Regions from separate parts of the Arabidopsis thaliana genome. Here region 1 is linked to region 2. Evidence: chromatin contacts called from public ChIA-PET data. All regions are on one chromosome and are shown on one strand. The core of a region is the stretch at or near the end of the contact, and the rest is flanking DNA. Distances in the headings are between cores, read along the strand shown. Region 1 holds the start of AT4G14615 (sporulation-specific protein). Region 2 holds the start of AT4G14500 (Polyketide cyclase/dehydrase and lipid transport superfamily protein).

Region 1 (4,684 bases), core at 1,854-4,353, 50 kb after region 2:
CCAGCGATACCAATTCTGTAAACTGACCCATTCTGCTGCTAAATGGTGTTCTTAACCTTGGCATTACATTGGAGTAAAGAAAACATTTATCAACAATGAAGGATATTATAGTGTAGACAGTGTCACAGAATAAACTTGGTCATATACGTAAAAGCCAAATTAGCCAATGAACACTCCAAAACTTTACAAAGATACGAGAGAAAAGTTGAAGAAACAGAAGTTCATCGATACAACGATTTGCAGGTAGCCAAAAACCGTAGTTCAGTGGCTTTGTCTTCCCATTCAACACCTTCTAACCATTTGTTTTCGCCGTATTTTACGACAAGTTCTACACCTGCAGTTCCACTCTTGGAGTTCAATGGAAGCTTTTTCAGCTTTGGACAATGTTCTTGCACTGCAAGCTCACTCAGACGTGGAAAAGACAATGGTGACCAGTAGATGCTCTTTAGCTTAGGTAAATCAGATAAGCTAAGACATTCTAGTTTTTGAAAAGGAATGATAATACTTGCATTCTCGTCCGTAACACTTGCAGCTTTTTCTTCACTGATTATATCCTCTAGTTGCTCTGCGAAACGAGCGTCGAGATAAGTAAGGTTTGGAGCAAACAATAGCCATGTCAACTCCTTTAGACCATCACATTGTCCTATAACGACTTTGGAGAGGCTAGAGAAGCATGATGATGTTCTCATCTCGACTTTTATCTCCTTCATTCCACACTTCCATATGCCAATTCGACGGATATTACACATGCTTGGAAAAGTTAATATTTTGAAAGATTCTTCCTCAACCTCTATAAGCTCTACATATTGAATAGATTTCGCCAATCTCTGAGAGCATAACAAATGTTCCAAAACCAAACTTGAAAAGATATCTATGGTTAGAACTTCTATATGTTCTAAGAGTTGTAGCTCCTTCGCTGAGTTCACATCTAGAGCCTTTTTGGACTTTTGTAGTCTCAGTGTCTTCAAACTCAACAACTTAGATACCCCAGCATACTCTCCAAACTCTTCATGGACTCCAAATTCAGATGTATTAGTTGTTTCAACTCTTGTAAACCAACAGGCAACCTTTCGATGTTTGTATACGACAAGTCAAGATATCGCAAGGAGACTAACTCTGATATTTTCTTTGGTAATCCAGTGAGACTACTATTCCATGATAAATCCAATACGACAAGGTTAGGCATGAATCGAAAGAATTCTCCGGAAATATTTACCAATTTGTGGTTTTTTTGGAGGAGGAGAGTTGTAAGTTGAGGACATGTAGGGCAACCCAAAATCTTTTCAAGCTCATTTTTCATCAACGACATTCTTCTCACAGCTCTCCAGTTCTTCACTTCCGGTACTGCATGTAACCCAACACCGGCTCGCACAATGCATTGATCTTTATGCTTTCCAAGATCAGATGATATCCATAGAGCCATCTCACGAACCACGTCATGCATTTTCACTTCCGTTTTCTTCCATTCTTCCTCCATCAATAAAACATGTACGGACAAGAGTACCGATGATCTCATAGCCTTCGTTTATCGCTCTCTCTTTACCATCTTTTGCATCTATGAATCCTTCACATATCCAATAGTCTACTAACTCCTCTTTCTTAATCTCATAATCTTCAGGAAATAAAGAGCAATATAGGAAACATGATTTGATATGCTCCCTTTGTAAATTATCATAGCTATACTTCAATATCTGAAGAATTTCGTCTTCCATGCCTGAAAACTCTATGGCTGATGAAGTCAAAACATCAATCGCGTGACGCCATTCTTGAACTGTGCTTTTGCATGCCATAGTTTCTCCAATGACATTAAGTGCTAATGGTAGACCACGACATTTTTCAGCGACTTGTTTTGCAAGTTCAGGAATATCCGGATGGCTTTTCAAAGTGTTTTCTCCTACTTTGTTTTGAAACAAATCCCAAGCATCTTCAGGTTCCAAACAACTAACTTGCATCGGGTCATCGACTCCCATACGCCCACAAACATCTCGAGAACGGGTGGTAAATGCTACTATGCTTCCATTTTCTCTACTTGGATACGGTACTCCAACCAATTCTAAGTTCACTTTCTCCCATATATCATCCAACAATAACACAAATTTATGTCTCCTAAGGACATTGTGTATGTCAACGGCTCTCTTGTTTTCGTTTTTTTTGTCCCACTCCTCGCCCGTAAGACCTAGTCTTTTTGCAATGTCTTCTTGAATCCTATAGATCTCTGAGGTTTTAGACACAACAACCCACATCACAATATCAAATCCACCATCTGTTTCAGAAAACTTCTTGTTGATTTGCGTAAGAAGCGTGGTTTTTCCCACTCCACCCATTCCATATAAACCCATGATCTTGAATCCATCTTTCATGAGAGTGTTCCAAACCCTTTCAAGCATTGTCTCTTGACCAACAACTGTGGATTGAATAGGCATCTCCTCAACTTGAGCTACCAGATTTTCCTCAGTCACCACATCAAATACTCCACGAGAAGAGAGATTCTCAACTTCCTTCAACATCACGCTAACCATTTTCCCATAATGATAGCTCTTTCCAAAACTTTTGGAGCAAAACCCACAAAAACACAACCTCTCTATCTCAACCTCTTTATTACTAAACAAATCATTGAACCTTTTCTCGATAATCACGACATTTGTAAGCCATACCTGAACTTGAGAAAGCCTATGACGACGCCCTAGAAATTCTTCTTTATCGACCCTTCTTTTCACATCATCGTGCTTTGTCTTGAGAACTTCAATGGCTTTTTGTAGAGCTGCTAGATTCTCGGGAAGGCTATGAATGTAACCTTTTCTAACGCATAACCATTGAGAGAACTGATTCACAAACTGATCACATGACACCGAGACCGAGATACAACCTCCCATCTTGGCTCAAGACAAGAGATGAGATTGGATTTTCTTCCACTCACGCACCGATCTCCAAAAGTCAATTTCATTGAACGTTTACTTTGGACGAATATAAAAGACTTATACAACTATACAACCAACGACGACCACGACTTCATCTTCAAAGAAAAAATAAGAATCAAACTCTTTAGTTGTGGGCTTTATGAGTTTAGTGAGGCCCAAATATAAATATATCCAAATTGGCCCATTCTTCCACTAATGAACAACATCATCAATTCGATTCCCAAATTTATCGATTGATAAACCCTAAAAGTCTGATCTTGATCTCTGGGCATTGTTCAAAGCTGATCCTCTTTCGGAAAAATGTCATCTGTTGGAACATCGAAAGGGGTTCTGGAGATCGTCAAGTTCGGTGTCTATGTCGCTGTTCCGATCGTCCTTATGTACACATTCGCCAACAACAGCACCAATATCAAGAAATTCATGGGCAATGTAAAACCATCCTCTCTCTCTCTTTCACAAAATTCTCATCACTGATTATTGCATCTTCGAAAATGATAGGCTTAGATTGATGGGTTTCGCTTCAAAAATTAGGAATAGTAACTCTAAACGCTTCATTTGCAGAATTTTTGATTATGAGTAATATTTCTAATTGAATCTCTTTTGAGATCCGTTTGTGGATTAGGCGATGGGATTTTCAATTAGGGATTTTAATGTTTGGTTATAAATTAACCTTGTTAACTTGTTTGTACTCTGTTAGGAACATAGATTGATTGGTTAGCTGAATAATTAGGAAATGGTAACTCTTAACTTGGTTAACGCCATTGTCACTTTAAATCACTGTAACACAGAGTAATTTACTACAATCCTAGCAACATTCAAGATATGGTTCAATCTCCTTGAATTGTCAATGATTCATTTGCTTCCATCGAACTTTTCGATAGTGTTGTGGGGTTTGTCGGGTCTGGCATATAGAAAACAGTCTACAATGTCGGTTTTGCGGTGCACCGAAGGATAAAATGTTCATTCTAAAATGGGTAACACTTATTGTTATCAAATTGTCTGCTGCGCTTAAGTCACTGAAATACACTTACTAGGATCTTAGAAACATACACTACCCCATTTTGATGGTAGTCGGGTTTTCTCCGCTCTATCGAGCAGTCTGTAATGGTTATTTTGCAGTGCGATAGAGGCATTCTCTAACCCTCCCAAATTTTGGCTATTTGTTGTGCAGCGTTCATATGTTGTTTATCCTGAAGAGGCACCTAGACCTCCTTCACCCGATGAGCTAAGAGAGATGGCACGAGAGCTTGCCCGTAAGAAGAACATCCGGTGAGTTTATGAGATGGAATCATATACAAATGTTTGATGTTATCTGTAATAGTAAACTGCTCGGCGTAACAACTGGTAATAAAGGTAATGTTATGTTGTTGATTCCTGTAAGATCATAATGGGATTGTATAAGAAAAAGAGCAATAATGACGAAGAGGAAACATTTCTTTTGTTACATATTTTGTGATTTGTGCACATCAATGAATGAAGTCTGTAACATTTTCAAATAAAATTACAAAATCAAAGATACACAACCACAGCTTCATGTCATTGTGTGATTTGTTAACGGCCATATTTCGGGCCTCTAAATTTCAGTGTGAGAAGATTTTTTTTTTGGACAAATGTAAGAAGATTTCTAAAAATACTACAAAGTTGAGTAAAAAGGGTAATTGTGAAAATACTCTTAAAGGAAAAAAATGCATGTTTTTGTAAAAATGTCAACATAACGATAAGTTCTGAAAATATCAACGAAATTCATAGTACTCAAGATTCTGACT
Region 2 (5,138 bases), core at 299-2,798:
GTTCATTGTTCATATCTTCTTCAACATGACAGCTTAAACCCTGCTCTCCTGAATCAGTAACCTCATCATTTTCAAAGCTCTTCAACGGCTTCTGATCCGCTTTCTTGTTCTTCCCTTTGTTCTTTCTGGCTCGATTTAGAACCATGTCCAATTCCAAATAAGAATCTCCAACAATATCAATCTTCTTGCTTCTTGTAGCCCTAGTAATCCTCTTCTCCTTTAAAGTCTCTACCTTCTCTACATTAACCACTCCCAAACAAGCTTTTCCTACACTTTCTTCAATCTTCTTGCTCCTCGTAGCCTTACTGCTCACTCTCTTCTTCAATCCCCTCCCTAAATTTTCCTCCACCATTGCACAATCCTCCATTTCAACCTTAATTAAGTTTACAGATGAACTCTGAATACTTTCAACATTCCTAAAGCTTCCATTTTTCTCCACCAGATCCTCTTGTAATCCATCAGTAATCCCTAATTTCTCCGAATCCTCGATTTTCCTAACTTTCCTAACCCTAGAACTCGGCTTGTTCTCAAATTTCACATCCAAACCCTTTTCTTCCTCAGTGATATCCCCCAAATTGATACTTTCTAAAACCCTAATTCGCTTCCTCGCATTAGCCTGACGCCTATTGTTCCTCGTAAGCTTCTTCTCCTGAAAATCATCAATCACAAAATTCACCAAAATAGATGTATACTCACCTAGTTTGATAACATCGCCATCTCCGAGATTTACCGACGTCTCTGGATCAAGAGCATTCGAATTCAATAAAGTACCGTTGGAAGATCCAAGATCTTGTATTACCCAATTCCCAGAATCCGATTCGATCCGAAGATGCTTAGTGGAGATTCCAGCGTCTTTAATTGCGATTTCATTACCACGAACGATTCGACCAACACGAATCGTAGATCCAGGCTTGTAATCTAGAGCATCGCCTTCTCTTGGACCCTTGACGAATACTAATCTCAACGATGGCGTAACCATTGTTACCGTTTCTCTCCCAAATGCGAATTTTGAAATTTTGATTTGTCTGACGCTCCAATTATTAATGGGCCTTAAATGGGCTTTTATCGTTTCGACGATAAAACAATTTCAAGGCTAAAAGCTACTATTGGCTAAACAACTGGCATTATTGATTACCCAAACTTCCAGCAACACACGTGAATCTCTCAGCAAACTTATCTCTCCCTTATCCACTTTTTTTCCAACCTTTTTCCCCTCACGCTCCTTTACCCTCGCGTGTATCTCACCTCATCATTTGGATATCCACTGTTAAAATTCCCTTTTATATTCGAAATCAACCAAATTTAACCTTACTCCTATAAATTAATTAGGCTCTTATCTACAATTGTTGCAAATCAACAAAACGTGCTTCTAATGCTAACACAATAATTGATTTTTGAGTATATTCCTCTACGTAGTGAACACGACGCGCTAAGATCTGACGCGTGGGATATAACTTGTCGGTCAACGAAAGCGCCACGTCATCGCCACTATGCTTGTCCTTATCATTTCCTTTCACCCGCCAACGTCGTTTCAAGCACAGCAAATAATATCAGAACACATTTTTTTCTTTTTATGATTTAATCAATTAAATCACCAAACTCAATTAAATAAAAAGAAAAAAATTATTATTATCCCTTCTTCTTCTTCTTCGTCTTCGTCTTTGATTCTCCTGATTCATGTCGCTTAAATTTTTAGCGATCTTCGAATCCCATTTTCCTTCGGGAATCTGACATTTTTTCTCGGGAAATTTTTTTATCCAAATCGGAGTAAAGTATCGAATCTAGAGAATCCGCTATGGATGAGACCTATTTTGATCTATTGAATTTCTTTAAGAATCCCTCTTTTACAGAGACATTTGTCGACATCTTACTATGCGCAGTTCCGATTTGGCTCGCCGTTATGATCGGGTTATTAATCGGATGGTCTTGGCGTCCAAGATGGACCGGTTTGATCTATTTAGGGTTTCGTTCTAAGCTTCGGTTTTTATGGACCGCACCGCCTGGGTTTGGTGCTCGTCGGCTTTGGCTTGCTTTCACCGCTCTCTCTGCTTTCTCCGTTTGCCGAACCATCTGGTCAAGGAATGACACCAGAGCTAATAAATCGGCGACCGGTTCAGCTTCGTCGCAGACGCCTGTTGAGGATAATGATGAATCAGGATTGGCCTCAAGGTTAGTGTAATGCTTAATTATTGGAAGATGTAGAAGTTTTAGTTCTCTGTTTTAAAACGTAACGTTTACTTTTAATTTAGCTAGATAAGGTATATAGTGTTTGCATTATCTTTTAGTTTCGCAATAGCATTGGCAAAAGAATGGTTTTTTTTTTTTTTGCATTAGTTGATTTATGGATTGGTTATATTTGCAGAGGTAGCGATAACGGGACGGTGACAGAGGATATTGTGACAGAGAATGATTTAGAGCATCTGCTTCAGCTGCTTGAAGTTGGAAATGCAGCTTTGGAATGGCAATCTATGATGGATAAGACTACTCCAAATATGAGCTACCAGGCTTGGCGTCATGAGCCTGAGGTAATCTAAGTTTTATACTCTTGCTTTGTATCCGTTTCCTTATGCTACGCCTGAATGATGTAGCTCAAGGAACAAGCTAAGTCATTGAGTAGTAGGCGGAATAGTCGAAAAAATGAATTCTTTAGAGTAATTTGAATGACATCTGAATCAGACCACTGCTTTTAGGTTTATTGGTAATGACGAGGGAGATATGTTTCTAAGGATAGCTATAGACGATCAATTTTTAGGTGTCTAGTAGTATACATTGTGTTTCTTTGTTTAGCTTTGGTTCTTTTTGGGCACGATGTGATGCGTTGTTGCATTTACCCCTTTGTGTGGCATTTTTGTGACATTTTACTTGAAACTGTGTTCTTGCTATAATGAAATGGGGAATTCTTAAATACTAGATGATAGAAACATTTGATCAAATTGTGTTTGTAGCCTGATAGGTCGTATTGTTTATCAGACAGGTCCTGTTATTTATCGCAGCCGGACTGTGTTTGAGGATGCAACTCCAGATATTGTTAGGGATTTCTTCTGGGATGATGAGTTTCGACCTAAATGGGATTTCATGCTTGCCAACTTCAAAACGTTGGAGGAGGACACTCAGACAGGAACAATGATTGTTCAGTGGAGAAAAAAGGTTTCTGGACTTTTGATACTTTGGTCATCTTAATAAACAATTCCCACATTAAAAACTGTTGTCATTACTAATTTCTTTTGCTTGCAGTTTCCTTTTTTCTGTAGTGACCGAGAGTATATCATTGGCCGGAGAATATGGGAGTCTGGGAAGAAGTATTATTGTGTCACAAAGGTAATGTCATGCTACAAGAACTTGTTTTTGCCTTCCACAGAACAAGTGTGTAGCATTCCACATGTCTGGAGAATTCTAAATGTTTACGCCAGAATTCTGTAGGGGACAAAACACCAAAGTTTAGGTTTGACAATTCTGAATGTCTGGAGATAATTCATGGGACCATTGTCTCTTAGTTTCTAGTTCTATTAAGTTTCATTGCATCATTACTTTATCAGTGAAAAAAATTGATCAAATAGTATCCAACATCTGTTTATCCTAAACATCCTATTAAGTTTTTATGCTGAAACAAAGCTCAAAGCTCAGAGCTAAGGCGCTTATCTTCTTTGATATTGCATGGAGTATGCTTCTACTTCTCTAGGAGATGCGTTTTATGGAAATATCAAAGAAGATAAGCGCCTTAGTTCTGAAGATAAGCGCCTTATTCACAAAATGCATAAGGTTGTATTCTTTGTTAGGTTTATCCAGCTCTAAACAAAGCTCAAAGCTCAGAACCATACTTAACACCTGTTCAATATTGTAGGGAGTTCCTTATCCAGCTCTACCAAAGCGTGATAAGCCAAGGCGTGTTGAGCTTTATTTCTCAAGTTGGGTTATCAGAGCGGGTAAGCCTTTTGATATACAAGTCTTTTTTTCTTTAAGACGGGCATAGATTTTGATTTTAAAGCAAATTCAAAACAAATGCAGTTGAATCCCGAAAAGGAGATGGACAGCAAACGGCTTGTGAAGTTTCCCTTGTCCACTACGAAGACATGGGCATCCCAAAAGACGTAGCAAAGTTAGGTGTCCGTCATGGCATGTGGGGAGCTGTCAAGAAGCTAAACTCTGGTTTACGAGCGTACCAATCCGCCAGAAAATCAGACTCATCTCTATCTCGGATCGCCCAAATGGCAAGAATCACTACAAAACTGAACATGGATTCTGCAGAATCATCTTCAAGAGATGAAGACAGAAGCAGAGCAATGGAATATGCGAGACAACGGGACCATTTGAGAATGGACTGGAAATGGGTTGTTGTAGGAGGTGTCGCATTGGCTTGTGGCCTTCACTCTGGGATCATTGGCAAGGCTTTACTGGCTGGAGCTGGCCAGAGACTGGCTCGTAGGTGAGAAACCTTGTCGTATTCTTATTATATCTTCCCTTGACAGAAAAGAGAAACATATGCATATAATTAAGGGAAATGTATTATTTTTGCAACTCCTCTGAGAAGGGCATGTGGTTTTGGTGGTGAACCATGTAGAGTAGTAGCTTTAAACTATGGAGTCATAAGTTATTTGAGTTCTATCTTGTACCACAGGATAGTGAGATATGTATTTTATAAACTATATGAATCTACATAGCTTCTAAAAGCTTAAATTCTTTGCATGTGATGCACTTCGTATCTCTCATTGATTGCTCAACCAAGAACAAGATGTCAAAACTTATCTACTGCATCAATTCACTGCAGTGTGCACACAAGCCGTTCTTTATTACCACTTATGGTTGTACATCAAGTTCCTCATTCTGCAGTTCTACAAAGGTTGTTTCTGGTGTTGTAGAGGATGCAGAATTATCGCCAAAATCTGTGTCTGATTCATCTGAACCAAATTCAACATCTGTTTCAGATAGTGAACCGTTGGCCTGAATCCCACCTTCTTCATCATCTTCTCCCTCGTCTTCGTATGTATCTAAATACACGTCATCTTCCTCTCCCTGCAACAGCCAAAAGAGAACAAGGAATATGAAAGACATCAAACACAACATTCATGATAGTGACAATTCAAGGAAATAAAGAGAGACGTATAAGGCAAAAACATCATACATCTGTTTCTTCTGTTTCC

What was found. ChIA-PET counts read pairs in DNA pulled down with a chosen protein or histone mark.
Region 1: a contact with region 2 is called in an H3K4me3 ChIA-PET map of shoot, with 10 read pairs. The contact joins the promoter of AT4G14615 here to the promoter of AT4G14500 in region 2. A contact is called at or near these places in 4 of 26 Hi-C or Micro-C datasets (callus, root, rosette leaf and 1 more), 1 of 2 datasets of contacts at active chromatin or transcription factors (shoot) and 1 of 3 other capture datasets (shoot).

What each region holds. Positions count from the first base shown.
Region 1 is chr4:8,380,624-8,385,307 of TAIR10.1, forward strand. AT4G14615 (sporulation-specific protein) reads left to right here and starts at 3,104. Exons shown (of 2, transcript NM_117543.4): 1 at 3,104-3,347; 2 at 4,090-4,626. The coding sequence starts at 3,219. The coding sequence ends at 4,191. It overlaps MDA1 (Mitochondrial transcription termination factor family protein), which reads left to right. Exons shown (of 5, transcript NM_117541.9): 5 at 1-91. It also overlaps the pseudogene AT4G14610.
Region 2 is chr4:8,332,596-8,337,733 of TAIR10.1, forward strand. AT4G14500 (Polyketide cyclase/dehydrase and lipid transport superfamily protein) reads left to right here and starts at 1,549. Exons shown (of 6, transcript NM_117530.3): 1 at 1,549-2,169; 2 at 2,363-2,525; 3 at 2,971-3,147; 4 at 3,235-3,318; 5 at 3,842-3,923; 6 at 4,006-5,045. The coding sequence starts at 1,796. The coding sequence ends at 4,427. AT4G14490 (SMAD/FHA domain-containing protein) reads right to left here and starts at 984. Exons shown (of 1, transcript NM_117529.3): 1 at 1-984. The coding sequence starts at 979. It overlaps CFM3B (CRM family member 3B), which reads right to left. Exons shown (of 9, transcript NM_117531.4): 8 at 5,120-5,138; 9 at 4,106-5,010. The coding sequence ends at 4,795. MIR852 (a microRNA gene) reads left to right here and starts at 3,571; the gene lies at 3,571-3,778.